Linked DNA regions of Mus musculus: region 1 is linked to region 2. The links are chromatin contacts, called in public promoter capture Hi-C maps. All regions are on one chromosome and are shown on one strand. The core of a region is the stretch at or near the end of the contact, and the rest is flanking DNA. Distances in the headings are between cores, read along the strand shown. Region 1 overlaps Arhgef3 (Rho guanine nucleotide exchange factor (GEF) 3). Region 2 overlaps Il17rd (interleukin 17 receptor D).

Region 1 (2,779 bases), core at 12-2,511, 280 kb after region 2:
CTTTGGGCAATCAGATCTCTGTTGTTTTTTTTTTTGTTTGTTTGTTTGTTTGTTTTTTTTTTTTTGTTTTTTCGAGACGGTTACTCTGTGTGGCCCTGGTTGTCCTGGAACTCACTCTGTAGACCAGGCTGGCCTCGAACTCAGAAATCCGCCTGCCTCTGCCTACCAAGTGCTGGGATTAAAGGCGTGCGCTACCACGCCAGGCTGCAATCAGATCTCTGAACACAGTTGGGGCCTCTGCAAAAGAACAAAACATGTCGGGGGTGGGCACCATCTGGTCTCAGTATGCATTTTGGTGCCACATTTTGAGTTGATAGAACTCTAACTACTGGAGACAGAAGATTGTATTAGCCCATGGCTTCAGGCATGGTGAGATCCAGGATGGTTTGGTTTGGTTAAGTTTCCTCCCTCACTCAGTAATTCTCTCCAGCCTTTATCTTGTGTGCCCCTTTCTTCTCACCTGTGGTAAATAGATTTGTTCTGTGTGATCAGGGAGAATGGCCACAAGAAACTTCTGTGTGTGTCATCTCTGAACTCACAGGACCAGAGGAATACTCCTGCTCTTTCTCATCCCTGAATGGGGATCGTGGCACTCTCCATTTGATTGGACCTGGAGAAGCCAACGCAGACTATACAAGGGGCACCCGGGATAGTGGGGTCCTGTTGTAGGAGATAGTGGGTTTTTGTGTATGGTTATCCACCACTGTTTTCCGTTGTGCTTTTGAAGAATAAACATCAAAGGGTGTGTGTTGGAGAGCTGCCTTTTGTGTGAGCCTGGCCTGCCATGGTTCTTTAGTTCACTCAGTGTCCAGGTCACACAGAGAGATATGTGAAAAGGTGCATGGGCGGCAGAGGGTTCCCACTCCTTAAAAGCTTTGGCCATGCCCTTCCTTTCTTACAGATGATTTGTGTCTGTCAGCAACAGGAAGTTGCTCAAAACAGATCCACCCAGTCCTGCTGCTGACCCTATGGTGGTTTCTTTTTGTCGTTGTGTAGCGGTCCATCAGCTTCCGCAGCGAGAGCCGCCCCGACATCCTTGCCCCCCGAGCTTGGTCCAGAAATGCCACCTCCTCAAGCACAAAGCGGAGAGACAGCAAACTGTGGAGTGAGACCTTCGATGTGTGTGTCAATCAGGTGCTCACGGCCAAGGAGATCAAGAGACAGGAGGTAAGCTCGGGACCCCTGGAGCTGCCTGTGTGTCTGTCCATCAGAAGGTTCCCTGCAGACAAGAATCAGTTTATCAGCGCTCAGAGCCAGGTCTCGTGGGGAGGGATAATGTTGTAAAAAAAGCAAGCGATGTTGCAATATTGAAGCTAAGTGTCCGGTTAGGATTCATCCACTCACAAAGACAATCATCTTCATTTTATTTATATCTCTTACCTTTTATTGTTATTATTTTTGTTTGTTTGGTTTGGTTTTTGCTGTTGTTGTTTTGTTTTTGTTGGTTTTTGTTTGTTTTTGAGACAAACTCTCTCTTTAGTTCTGGCTGTCTGGAAACTCACTATATAAGCCAGGTTGGCATCAAACCCAGAGATCTGCCTGCCTGCCTCTGCCTCTCAAGAGTGGGGATTAAAGGCATGGACTACCGTGCATGGCTACAGTCATTTATATTTTTAGTAACTTTTAGGAAGTTTTAAAAAATATTTGGCTTTTAGAACTTTGGTACACCTTTATAAAGGAAAACTTCTTTCTTGTGGAGGACAGTTAATTTGCCCATAAGTTTTCTATAACCCCATCTCTAAGTGGCTGTGATGGCACCCCCTTCTCTAGAGGGTTTGTCAGTACAGCTTTGCTCGCTTCTTCATACATGGTGCTGCAAAACTTGCAGAGAACCCTTTGCTTTTCCTCCTGTGTGCTAGGATTATTGGTATTCACTAGTATACTGGTTCTCTCTCTGTCTCTGTCTGTCTATCTGTCTGTCTGTCTGTCTGTCTGTCTCTCTCTCTCTCTCTCTCTCTCTCTCTCTAAAACTACCTGAGGACCCTGGCAAAAGGGGTACTAGGAGCTATTGAAATACTCAAAGTACTATATGGCTGTAGAGATTGAGATGGTGTGTTTGTGTGTGTATGTACGTGCGTGCGTGCTTGGGTAACTTAGTAGATGAAGCAAGGCACAAAACAGTGCTACCACATATCTAAAATGATTGTGTGTATGTATGTGTGTGTGTGTATGTATGTATGTACACACACACATACACACACACATACATATTATATATATATGAATGAATTTGTGTGCATGCATGAAAATATTTCTGGAAGGATGCCTAAAATATTGGCAACAGTGTTTCTTCCTGAAGTTCCTGGAAGAAGGGCCTGAGAGTGCAGGTTCTTTCCAGGGTGTCCATTCTGTGCGGTCTGTGTTGGGTACCATATAAATGTATTGCCTATCAAACAGTGACTACAGCCTTTAAAGTAATGCAGGCACCCTCCAAAGTCCCATGTGGAAACATGACAACATCTTATGTGATATTAGGACTGTGGGTTTGATCTTCACCTGTGGGGCATGCAGAGTCTCATATCCTCAAGCAGAAGGGACTACGCTGCATGATGACTGTCAGTGATGGAAGCTTCAGGCTGGGTGGGTAGCCTCTAGTAAAACCCAGGGGGGATAACAGCAGTCAGACTTCCGCACTGTCCTAGTTTTTTGTTTGTTTTTTGTCAACTTGGCACAGTTAGCTTATCTGGGAAATGGAAACTTGATTGAAAAAAAAAATGCCTCCATCGGATTAGCAACAGGCAAGTCTGTGGGGTGTTGTCTTGATGAATGATTGGTCTGG
Region 2 (2,830 bases), core at 30-2,529:
AAAAAATTAATGTTTATTTTCTGTGTGTGTACACACATGGGAATAGGGGCTGGGTGTGGCACGTGCAGGCACATGCAGATAGAAGGATACCTTTTGGGAGTAGAGCCCCTCCCACCATGGGGTCTCGAGGGTTAAGCTCCAGTTGTCAGTAGGGTTGGCAGTCTCCTAACTCTGAAAAGATTGGAATACTAAATGCATGTGTTGGATAAGGGTCTGTGGGATTGTGCCCTTCTGGGAGCTGAAGTGTTTGCTGCCTTTTATCTTTCCACCGCCTTTGAAGCCCAGATGTCTATTAAACCGTATGTTCATGAACACTGTATTCTTCTCAGTGCTAGCTTCACACAGTGCTCCGGGAAGGAGGGCTCTTCCCCAGAGAGCCTCAGGAATCCACCACACCTATAAGTTCTTGGAGTCACACATGTAAAACTTTGGCTCTAACGGAGGGATCTCTCTTCCTCTGGTAAGAGGTTGAGAGTATTACTCTGAGCTGGTTCCGATGCCTGCCTCATTTGTGCAACACACAAGAGCGAATCCCAGCCATGTGGTGGCACTGGGGGTCTGGGTCAGTAAAGTGTACTGATTGTGGCTCTGTCCTTTCTTCTCTCCTTAGGTGAGGAGGACCCCCCTACCCTCCCTTCCAAGCTCCTTGCCTCTGGGGTGTCCAGAGAACATGGTTGCCACAGCCACACTGACGAACTGCAAGCGCTTGCTCCTTTGTAAGGACTCGGAAGAGTCTAAGCATCGCCACTTTAGCTGCTGATCTCTCTGGCTCCCCAGTTCACCTCTGTGGTTGTGCAGCCTACTTGGAGCTGAAGGCGCACACGGGGATATCTGGAATGAAATTCTGGCTAGCACTCGATCTGTTCTGCTCCAGCCTTCTAAGGGATACTTAGCAAAGTCTCCAGTTTCCCAAAAGCATATGGAACCCTGAAAGGCATGTCCATTAGATCTGACTGCAGCTGTCCATCTCAGACTGATCCTTGGATCTGAGCCTGCTCTGAGAGGGGTAGAGTGGAAACAGGTAACGAGAAATAGGAAAGCTCCCACACAGCCTGCTCTGGCTTCACTTGAACTCTGGCTACTTAAACTCAAAATGCTTTGTGGAAAAGCCCTCTCGGCATCCTTACAGCTTACTTACCCATGTCAAGTACTGCTGGGACCCAGGCTGCGCTGCAGGTCATGTTTCTGTCCATTTTGATGTGGAACTTACACTGTCCTGAGTGTTAAGTAAACCTTGAGTCCAAGGTCCAGACAATGATTGAACATTCATCCAGTCACGTTTTGTAAAACAGCTCTCTCTCTCTTACTGGGAAACATGACCAACCAGGACAGAATCCTGTGGGGCTGGACCATCTTGTTTGTCCTACGTGAAACTGGCTGATTAATGTGCAGACGTTGTCAGGACCTGGGCGTTTTCCCTGCATCGAGGTAGCCATCTCATGGGAGCCTTAGCCATCTGTTTAGTTTCTCCCTGGGCTACATTTACTGCTCTGTAGCTCGGGTGGTGACGGCTGGACGTGGAGGACTGCTATCCATTACTCAGCTGGGCAGCAACATTATTAGAATCGTGGTTTGTATTTTGGCTGGTGCCGTGTCTTGAATTTTAGAGGTCAGAATCCACTAATACTCGTCAGTGTACGGGAGACGGTGGCCAGTTAATCTGCTGGTTTTGACAAGTGACAAACCTCCTTTTCAGAAGGCAGAAAGGAGGGGATTGTTACAAAAGTAAATGTTCTATTTTTATGAATGAATCTTGTACAGAAATTCTGTTTCCAAAGGTAAACCATCTCTTCCTATCCTGTACCTTAATTAGATGTATATAACGATGAGTCTGTCTCCCCCTTAGAAACCTTTATCCCTTGCTCTGGCTCACTTGGTTTGAGCATCCTTCTCCACTGTTAGCATGGGTGCTGTTGGATTTTGGCAGCCTATCTTCTCAGCATTCTGTTACGAACCATTGATTTTTCTTACTACTCCACCAGATTGGACCAGCATTAAGGGGGTTGCTGAGAAAGATCCCAAGGTCAGGTGTGGAGGTGAGATGAGCCGGGGATTTCCCTTCTAGGCACCTTTGCAGTGGGGTGGGGGGTGGGGGAAGGGAGCCCTTAGTTCCTGCTGAGAAGAAGCGGTTTGTGTGCATTTTGGATGGAAACACCCTTCTCCCTGCTCTGCACAGGCAGCTGGCAGCTTCTCAGGAGAGCGTGCTCCACATGTTCTCTAGCAGAGAACAGAGCAGCTGCTCTGGGCAAGCTGTGAGCTGGTCTCGCAGTAAAACCAGGCATCTCTGCAGAGGAGTTCACGCCATATTATCACTGTGGAATCCAGACTGAGCAGACAGAGCTCCCACCTCCATGAGGCTCTCCTGGCCGTGCTCAGTCTTGGCATTCATTCTGTGAGGGAGATTGGTGGGCCTAAATTGCTAATGTATGACCGTTCCCTGGGAACATCATCAGAGAATGTTTTTCTCTTTTTAAATTGAGGCCAAGAAATATTTTATCCCCCCCCCCAAAGAGCCATTAGAAACCACATTTCGGATAGATACTGAGCTTTGCATGTGGAGTGTGGGGTCCCTGAGAGTGCCCAGGAGCAGCATGGGGCCCTGGGTGGAGGAGGGCTTAGCTTCACTGGATCCCAGGCCCAGGCTCGATGCATGAACTCAGATGAGGAAACTGGAGGGCAGCCCTGTGAGCCATCTAGCTTGCTAGTCCAAAAAGTCAGAGTCAGGTGAAGTTTTGTTTGTGTTTAGCCATTGGGTGACTTTATTTTGACATACAAGTGTTTTTGATCAGAAGAGAGAGCCAGATTCTAACGTGCCAGGTGATGGTTTCTT

Evidence for each region. Promoter capture Hi-C pulls out the DNA fragments that hold promoters and counts their contacts.
Region 1: a promoter capture Hi-C map of liver shows a contact between it and region 2. The contact joins two enhancer-like sites. A contact is called at or near these places in 5 of 39 promoter capture datasets (the C10 cell line, embryonic stem cells, hippocampal neurons and 2 more), 2 of 115 datasets of contacts at active chromatin or transcription factors (both in embryonic stem cells) and 1 of 9 other capture datasets (embryonic stem cells).

Annotation. Positions count from the first base shown.
Region 1 is chr14:27,378,595-27,381,373 of GRCm38.p6, forward strand. Arhgef3 (Rho guanine nucleotide exchange factor (GEF) 3) reads left to right here. Exons shown (of 10, transcript NM_001289687.1): 3 at 997-1,167. It overlaps Gm52096 (a long non-coding RNA gene), which reads right to left. Exons shown (of 3, transcript XR_003951012.1): 3 at 1,135-1,219. Among named protein-coding and RNA genes, the nearest start is that of Gm52096, 3.7 kb to the right of the region's middle. Within about 2 kb of position 1,262, at least 69 of the 459 cell types and tissues checked have an H3K27ac peak or open chromatin away from gene starts, as enhancers often do. A contact at or near this core is called in liver, where this site is marked.
Region 2 is chr14:27,100,667-27,103,496 of GRCm38.p6, forward strand. Il17rd (interleukin 17 receptor D) reads left to right here. Exons shown (of 13, transcript NM_134437.3): 13 at 611-2,830. The coding sequence ends at 720. Among named protein-coding and RNA genes, the nearest start is that of Il17rd, 63 kb to the left of the region's middle. Within about 2 kb of position 1,280, at least 24 of the 459 cell types and tissues checked have an H3K27ac peak or open chromatin away from gene starts, as enhancers often do. A contact at or near this core is called in liver, where this site is marked.